Regions from separate parts of the Zea mays genome. Here region 2 is linked to region 1. The links are chromatin contacts, called in public Hi-C maps. All regions are on one chromosome and are shown on one strand. Each heading gives the region's core, a stretch centred on a gene start, on an enhancer-like site or on the middle of the called end of the contact. The rest is flanking DNA. Distances are from core to core; before and after follow the strand shown. Region 1 holds the start of LOC100278970. Region 2 has its middle 16 kb from the start of LOC100381809.

The links. A called contact is a pair of places that touch in the nucleus more often than the background predicts.
Region 2: a Hi-C map of ear shows a contact between it and region 1, with 5 times the contacts expected there. The contact joins the enhancer-like site here to the promoter of LOC100278970 in region 1. A contact is called at or near these places in 6 of 25 Hi-C or Micro-C datasets (bundle sheath, ear, leaf and 2 more).

Annotation. Positions count from the first base shown.
Region 1 is chr1:143,345,072-143,349,602 of Zm-B73-REFERENCE-NAM-5.0, reverse strand. It overlaps LOC100278970, which reads right to left and starts at 1,825. Exons shown (of 4, transcript NM_001152063.2): 1 at 1,556-1,825; 2 at 1,393-1,475; 3 at 1,112-1,314. The coding sequence starts at 1,770. It overlaps LOC100274631, which reads left to right and starts at 435. Exons shown (of 1, transcript NM_001365149.1): 1 at 435-1,100. The coding sequence starts at 496. The coding sequence ends at 879.
Region 2 is chr1:143,572,329-143,576,460 of Zm-B73-REFERENCE-NAM-5.0, reverse strand. No RefSeq gene overlaps it. Among protein-coding and RNA genes, the nearest start is that of LOC100381809, 16 kb to the left of the region's middle. Within about 2 kb of position 1,915, at least 17 of the 20 cell types and tissues checked have an H3K27ac peak or open chromatin away from gene starts, as enhancers often do. A contact at or near this core is called in bundle sheath, ear, leaf and 1 more, where this site is marked.

The DNA.
Region 1 (4,531 bases), core at 576-3,075:
CACAACACTATGCATTCACCGGGGGCGCGCTTCGGTGCGGCGGCGTCGTGGCAGGCATCATTTGGCTTCCGTTGCCAGTCTAGCAGGTTGGCCTCCTCGCTTGAAAGCCGGCCAGGGACAGCGGCTTTTTTATGCACGACACGCAACGGCTAGCTGGCCTTAGCCACGGCCGACTGCGAAGAGGGCCATCTTCGCCGTCCGTCGAGGATCCGGCCGCCCTGGCTCACGCACAACTAGCCGTTGCGCACGACGTCACGGTCCCATGTCCTATCACGATTCACGAGCTGCTTCCGGTGGCCCGTCGTGTGCCGCCGTTGCACTGGACACAAGCAACCAGGGCCAACGGCTAATAAGTACCCGAAAGTATTTGAAAACGAACCCAGCGGCCACTGCCGCCTCGCCTATAAATACGGCGTCGCGTGCGGCCTTCTCTCATCGCCAAGTTTTTTTAACTATACAATCCAGGAAGGAAGTCACTGTCACTTGGTGAGATCGATGGCCCGCGTCGCCGCCGTCCTCGTTGCTCTCCTCGCCCTCTTTGCCGTCGCGGCCACGGCGCAGGCCCCTGCCGCGTCGCCCAAGCGCGCCCCAGCCCCTGCGCCACCCAAGATGGCCCCTCTCCCGCCGCCGCCGACCAGGGCCCCCATGGCCTCCCCGCCCTCGCCTCCCACGATGTCGCCGGCGTCCGCCCCCTCCGCCGACGCTCCAGCCACGAGCCCCGCCGGTGCGGGATTTGGCGACGCGATGGCCCCGGCGGGAGCCTCCGCTCTGACTCCGGCCGCCGCGCCCGTCACGGAGAAGAGCACAGCCGCATCTGCCTCCGCCATCAGCTTCGTCGCCATCGCCGGCGCTGTGGCAGCCGCCGCCGTCGTGTTCTAGACATCCGGAAGTGGATCTGAGGAGCTGCAGCTGCACCTGAGCCGCTCTGCTGTTGTTGATAGATGCCCTCTGTTTGCTCTGTTTTACGATCCATTGTTTATTTATTTATTTGTTTGTTTGTCATTTAGAGGTCTGAGACAGAGATGAGGATGTGTAATCCTATCAATTTTCTGAACGGGAGTTGTTTCTATGCTCCGCAAGCAAACATATGACACTGCAAGCTGGTGTGTACCTTGTGGATGATGTTCTGTGCAAGGTGTGCCTCCTCGGCGACTTCCTTGGACGCGTGCTCCAGGAGCACGACCGCTGTCCTCAGCCTCCCGTTCTCGGGCAGCTGCTCGGCCACTTCCGACGACACCTTCTCTGCGACGGTGGCCGCGTCCTCGACGGCCTCCGCCACTACCTCCGCCGTGTCTTTCACCATATCCACCTCACCTGATGGCATCGGCGCAGAGTTAAATTTTGCATCGGTGCAGAGTTTCGCGGCGCGCGGTACAGGGCTCTTTGCTCTACTCTGAATCAGCAGGAACGACGCCCATCTGGAATGCAGCATTGGCGCTGCAGCAGCAAGAATAGAACCGACGGCCAGCCTTGCCCTGCAGTGCAGCAGAGGAATTAGGAGCCGCACCGGGACCCACTAATAACTGTACAACGGACAGAACAGTCGAGCAATCACAAGATGAAGAAAGGCGTCCGCTCCTTGTCCTGAGACTGATGCTGGCTCGGCCGAGCCGGCGGACGTCTCACGTCTCCCCCGTGGCTGGAGCCCGAGAATCCCGATCGGACCAACGCCTGGAAACGCGGTGGCGCCGCCGTCGCGGATCCGAGACGGGTGGTGGAGCGGAGCTTCTGGGAGTAGAGAGACCCGAACGACCTGACCAGGGACGACATGGCCGATTGCTGGAGGACAAAACAGTCAGCTCCTGATCGCTGGGTCCTTATGCACATCGATCAACAACGTGGAACGAGCGCGTATATGTACAACATGGACACCTCGCCACGCGCAACGGCGTGAGGATTGAAAGCGTGTCCATTCGTTAGCTTGCAAGGAATTGTTGGATGTGAAGTTAGGGTGAATGATCTGTGCACGTCAAAGGCAGTCGATTTCCGGATCAGATATAGCCTTGGGAAGGCAAAAGGGGATGCGGTGTCATGTGTGGATTGTGAGACGGATAGCAGACATGCTAGCATGCTGGTGCCGAAACCTGAAGCTTCCAAGCAACAACGTTCGGGTGGATATCCTTTTTCATTTTCTCAGTTAGTTCGGATCGACGTAACCCTATGACGACACGTGGCTTGTAAGTTTCGTATATCATCATAAACTTCCCGCTTTCTTTACCGATCAAGTATCAAGTGCACTCGAGTATGGCTCGCTGAACTAGCGATGACAACGTATAACACCCTAAAATTATATTTTAGGATTTATAAAAGTTTTTTAAAAGTTTTAAATTGAAATATCTTTTAATAAGTATCTTATTACCTTTCAAGTTACTTATCCCAAAGTAAATATATTTTCTAATAAAATATTACACCAAATGAGTTAATTTATCCACTTTTTGTTAAACTATATTTTTTAAAAAACAACATCTCTTAATGAAAGTTCTACACGAGGAGTTAATATTATTAGATAACCATTTCTATTCTCTAAGGGTTGCATATGAGGCATTTGACTAAATGAATAATTGGTATATAAGTAAAATCAACCATGCATTGCATGCGGAGCCTTTTTTGTTGATTGTGCATTTAATTGGGTGTTCAAACTATATTTGAAATAGGAGAAATGATAAAACAAGAAAAAGAAAACAGGAAAAAATGAAAATAAAAAATATATATAGAGAGAGACTACCTTGTCTGGGCCGAAACCTACATTCCGGCCCAGAACCGCATCACCAGTGCGATCCAGCAGTACTCCAGCCGCGCGTCTGCTGACTTGGAGACCCCACCGATCAGTCACTATCGTGCGCTGGCCAAATTCCTCTGCCTGGTGGGCCTCCTGCTTAGTCATCTGCGTGAGGTGCGCTCGAGCAGGTGGGGCCGTTAGGCCAGTTTCACAATTCGCTCGCATCACTGACTTCGCGACCCACCCGCCAATGTCTCACGCTTCACGTCTCTAGCTCGTGGGACCCGCACTTCAGCCACCCCATTCACCGCGCGAAAAAACAACAAGTTAGTGGTGTCCGGGGCCCATTTGCTAGTAGCTTCTTCCCCGTCAAGTCCGTCGCGAACAAAGTTGTTACAACTGCCCAAGATTCGCGCGGCTCACAAAATCTTCCTAGTTTCAGCCCGTGTGTCGACCCCTCGAGAATATAACATGGCCGCCTACCTCTCCTCTAGCCATTGCGGCCTCCACAGGACCCTAGAAAGCGACTGCATCCATTGTCAAGCGTATATATATATAGAGAGAGAGAGAATTGACGCCACCCCGATTATGTGCTCAGCCTCGCCATCAATTTGCTGCAGTATGTGGTCGAGGAGGTTCGTCAGGACTCGTGAAAGTTAGGGATGTCAGATGTCACCAATTCATCGGGTGTCGCTGCAGTGATGAGAGGATTCATCGCTGGAGCTCCAGGTAAGAACTTCTCCGTGTGATTCACATTGGTGTATGCATCGTGTGGCTGCCTTCGGATTATGGTTTATGGCCTTACACCGCTGAATGGCGTGGCTACGGCCATCCGTCTGCCATGGAGGCCGACAGCGCCGCCGTTCTCGGATGTCTGGGTGAGAAGATAACGCGCTGGCCGTCGACCACGGAACAAACGGCCCAAATTAGAAGAAGTGAACTGTTATGCTTGGTTAAAACTGAGCCATTGATCTGCGATCCATCGATCTGGATTGGATCTAGGTGTTTTTAAATCCAGGTCGCCAGTTGTGAGATGGAGGGCTAGGATTACATCAGAGCGTACCCCTTCGTAGATTAAATCTGAGCCATTGATCTCAGGATGGATGGCCCAGTCGCGAGGATACCACTTCGGTCGTGGATTTTTGCTAAAGAGTCCCCAAAGTCGGGGGGAAATAATCTGCAGTCCATCTCTAATCAAAGACTATTACCGTGAGGTCCAGAATTTTAGAAAATAGACCCTAAACTTATCTAGAATATGACCCACAACATAGATCTCAGTTTTTCTTATAAATTAATTGTTAAAAATGGTTTTAAATATAAAACTTAATATGAAATAACTTAGAAACTTCAGAAATTCATAACATCTCCATTTTAACTCTGATTTTAGTGGTTCTTGAACCTAAAATTTTGTAGCGACACGTGGAATGTTATTACACAATTTGTTCTCATGCTTGGTGTAATGTTATTTTTACCTATTATTTGTCTCTCTATATGTATTGCTACGAATAGAAGCGAGGTCTCGAGGAACCTGAAGCTCCAATTGGAGAAGTACCTGTAGTTGCACCAAAAAGGCAAGTTGTGCCCTTGATCACTTTTATTTACCTAATAATGTTCTTGATAATCACCGTGACATGTGAAAGCGAAATGGGCTTAATCATTTCCTATAATCGATTTTAATGGTTGACGTCCATCACAAACCACGTGGACTAATTAGTTTGCCTAGATATCATTTATCATAGGTGCAAAAGGTTCAACACAAACCAAGCAAGAATTCAAGTTGGGGACTCAAATAAATTTGGAGCAAGACACGAG
Region 2 (4,132 bases), core at 666-3,165, 230 kb before region 1:
TAGAAGTGATGTACAAAATAGCTAAATAATTATATCATATGCAGACAACGATCCAACAACCATAAAGTTGACTGGGAGACGACGACCTATACCACTCACAAACTCATCACAACATCTTTCGTGCGCCTCCTCCTGTGGTACCTGTTTTTGACCTAGGGGGATGTGAGTACAACAAGGTTGAGCTCACATACGTTCATCGCTCAACAAATTGTGGGGAATAATGTGCATGAACTCACCAAAAGTGGGAGCTCATGTGAAGTGTAAGGCTTACTAAAGGAGATGGTTAAAGCTGAGCATTGCTTTAGAGTTGGTCAAAATTTTATTAGTAGTTACTAAGTATAAGTAGATACCAACTCAATTAAGTAAGAGATCACAATTGATAATAACACCCGCGATGCAATGCATATGACAGATTAAGTTTAGTTCCATAAATTAATCATGCGAGAGTCCTGAGCTGCTCATGACCGCGAGCACTGCTGATATACCAGTTTTACACTCTGTAGAGGTTGCGCCCTTTACCCACAAGTCGTGTATCCCGTCTAGCCAAGGTTAGCTAGACCCTTAGACACTTCCGCGGTGAATGGATATGGATCCACTACGAGGCCTTTACAAAGTTTCACTAGCTTCAGAAAACCCACTACAGTTTCTAGAAAGCGCAATATAGGAATCCCCCGTCCGAAAAGCCATCGCAACATGATCACCCCGAGAACCTTCCTATACCGACAACTCCCCTACTGCCCTTGCCCCTTTCGGGTAAGGTAGTCCTCAACTAGCTTTCCTAATTAGTCAGCCAAGGGCGTCCCATTCCACCCTTATGGTAGCACGTGTTTCTCAAGTTAAGCTCTATGTTCCAATTAACACAATGATCTTGTCATGAACAATAATTAAACAACAGTATAACTGGAACATGATCATAATGTAATATTAATCCCCAAACCAGGTAGAGCAATAGCAAAACTACCCAAAAGTTCAGTGGTAAACAAGGTGTGGGATAAACAAGTCTAGAGAAACCTATTTGGTCCCATCAGATTAAACTGAGCATGTCATAGTGATTAATAGGAACATTATTGGGTAAAGAAAAGTGATCAAGGGCACAACTTGTCTTAGACTCAAGATTTCAGGTACCAACTTGTCTTCAAGTGACTCGTGAACTCACTGCTATTCATAGCAATACAACAAACATGGTATAGGCAAAATTAACATCACACCCAACATAAGAACAAACCGCATAATAATAATCTACGCGATGCTACGAGATCGTGAGTTCGAGAACCACCAAATTCGGAGTTACGATTATAAAGGTACGATTTTCCGAAGATCTACGTGATTAAATATTAAACTATATTATAAATTGGTTAATATACATCATATGAGAAAATATACTCCAAATAATTAATTAAACTTTAACCTAGATTATAGTTTGATTAGAAATCATATTTTAGTCAATTATCGTCATGGATTAATTTAACTTTGGTTGGAAGGATAAATCTACTAATAATAGGCTAACCTCTATCTATTTATAAAGATATGTTTTATGGTACAAATAATGTCATCACTGCGTAGGTAATTTTATTACGAAGCTAACGCAACCAGAACAGAGTAAAACAAAGTTAAAACACGTAAATTATGAGTTTTCTAAGATTTCAAGAATTATTTTTATACTTGGGAATCAATTTCCATGTTTATTTTATTATTTCTGAACTGGATGGACTACGGGCGCTATTCCTTAAATCTTCAGGGTTTAACCCGTGAAAAATCTGGACCTAACCGTACTGATCTCTCCACATACCCAGACTGCGGGTTGATTTAAAAGAAAACCGAGGGCTCTTTTGTATTTGTTTCACGGCTGAAAGGGTGTCCTTGATTCCCAGCTGCCCGATCTAAAACCAACGACATGCATTAGATCCCGTAAAACCAGAACCGGTATGTGATACCTGCCCTTGGATCCGAGATCCACGGCCCGAAATTCCCCCCGCAACGACACCATCCGATCCACCCATTCGTCAATCTGCAGCACTGATTTAAAATGACAAAGTTCTCACATATCTAATCGTGGCCGTTCCCTGATAGACCAACGTCCCATAGCTTGTTTGAGCCTAGCCGCCGATCCCTAGATCAACGGATGCGACCACGCCACCAACCCCAACTGAACACGGTGGCACCGCAGGGCATACCCGCGGCGGAGCTTCGCTGCCGGCCACACGATCCGACGCCTAATCGCCCAACCTTGAAATTGATCGGTGCTAAACTTAGAGGGGAAGATGGCGAACATGCAGAGAGGGTTCATACCGCCCATCGGAGTGGTGTTGGTGCTGACCATGGCGTGGTGTGATTATGCGGCGGAGGGAGAACTCCAGTGATAAATTCCTAGACCACGACGCGACGATATCTACAATACTCGGGTATATACTATGCGTGGATGATAATGGGAGCCCAGAGGGGTTTCTCACCGAAGAATGACGGCGTGTGCACCCTTGTCCACGTGATGATGCGGCTGCGCCATGGCTCCTAGGCTCCGGTGAGCACTTCTTGGACTCCAGTCTCCCACCCGCCTGGTGAAGATGCGACTCACCAGAGGCGAGCACCGTTGACCGCCCTAGTTTGCCGTTGAGGGTCTCAACAATGGTGTGGCGTGATCATGTCGACGACGAACTCCCTCATGCCCTGACCGTGGAGATGGCCAGGAGGATAGGTTCGAGCTCAGTTTTATTGTCCGAGAAGGTAGAACTCCCCAGCAACGGGCAGCACGCGATGGATAGGGAGGGTGTAACCACCCACGGCGGTATCGGCATATGAGTACGTCAGCAGGAGCCGCGGAGGTTCTGTTATGAGGGAATTGTTGGGGAAGATGACCTAACAGCATGGTCCCATTTGCCCGCGACCAGGGTTCTCCAGCGCATACGAGGGTAGGGAGGCTAGCGATTGGGTCCATGGTGTCTGCTGGCGCGAGAGCGTAGAGGGATGGGCCGCGTGGTGGTGTTGGTCGTGGGCCCGCATGTCAGCCGGCGAGGGAAGCTGGACCGGTTTGATGGGCCAAGCAGGTGTGGATTAGGCCCACAATGCATGTTTTCTTTATCTTTTTCTTTTCTATTTCAATTTTGTCTCTCTTTCTAAATTTCCAAATTTGGTAGTTTGAATTCAAATTTGCTGGTGAGTTTCACAAATTAAGTGCACAAATAAAGTACTAGCATGAAGAATTATAATTGTTTATATACATATATATATATATATTTTTCATTGTAATGTATTTTCCATTTTTTATTTCATTCTCTTTTCTTATTTCTCTTTCCATTTTCAAATTCTATTTTTCGAACTTAAACTTGTCTCATAAATTTGAATACAAATACAAAAATACAAGAATCCAACATGGAATGCACATTTATGCATTTATTTATTTGTCATTTGACTACTTTAATTCCTTTAGTTGAATATGCACAAAGAAAATAAGATCAAGAAATCCCCAAAACACTAGCATATAAGTATATTTATTTATTTATCCTATTATCTTCCTCTTATACCAATTTTGGGCATTACATGTAGGCCTTATCCACGTGCAAGCTGTGCTCTGCTTTCGGCCTCCTCTCGGACACTCCCCTTCATCTTCACTATCGAACTTTTGATCAAAATGTCATGGGCCTCGTTCCCTCCAGTACATGGTGGCGGTCATACTACAATCACGGTTGGTGTGGTTTCACAAGACCCTCACCCCACTTGATAAAATTACAACGACTCGCGCAAGAGCTGAGGGGTTTGTATGGGTTTTTATAACCTCACTCAATCTACTAGGAACAACCTAGAGCAAGCACAATAGCGGTCTAAATAATCTAAGAATTTCACAAAGCACCTACGCTAATCATCGAGTGATTCTATTAAGAACTTAGGTGTTTGGAGATATGGAGATGTGCCTGACTTCACTTGGTATGTTGCTTGAGCTCCCACACCCCCAAACAGCAGGGTGGGGTGGTATATATAGTCCAAAGAAAAACTAGCCATTAGAAAGCAAGTTGCAGCTTTCTGTGTGTAAGCAAAATGGACCTCAAGCCATTTGGATAAGTGATTTTGGTGTTTGATGATCAACATAACCTGTGGATGAATGTGTTTGCTAGTGTTTATGTTTGTAGTTCACAGGATG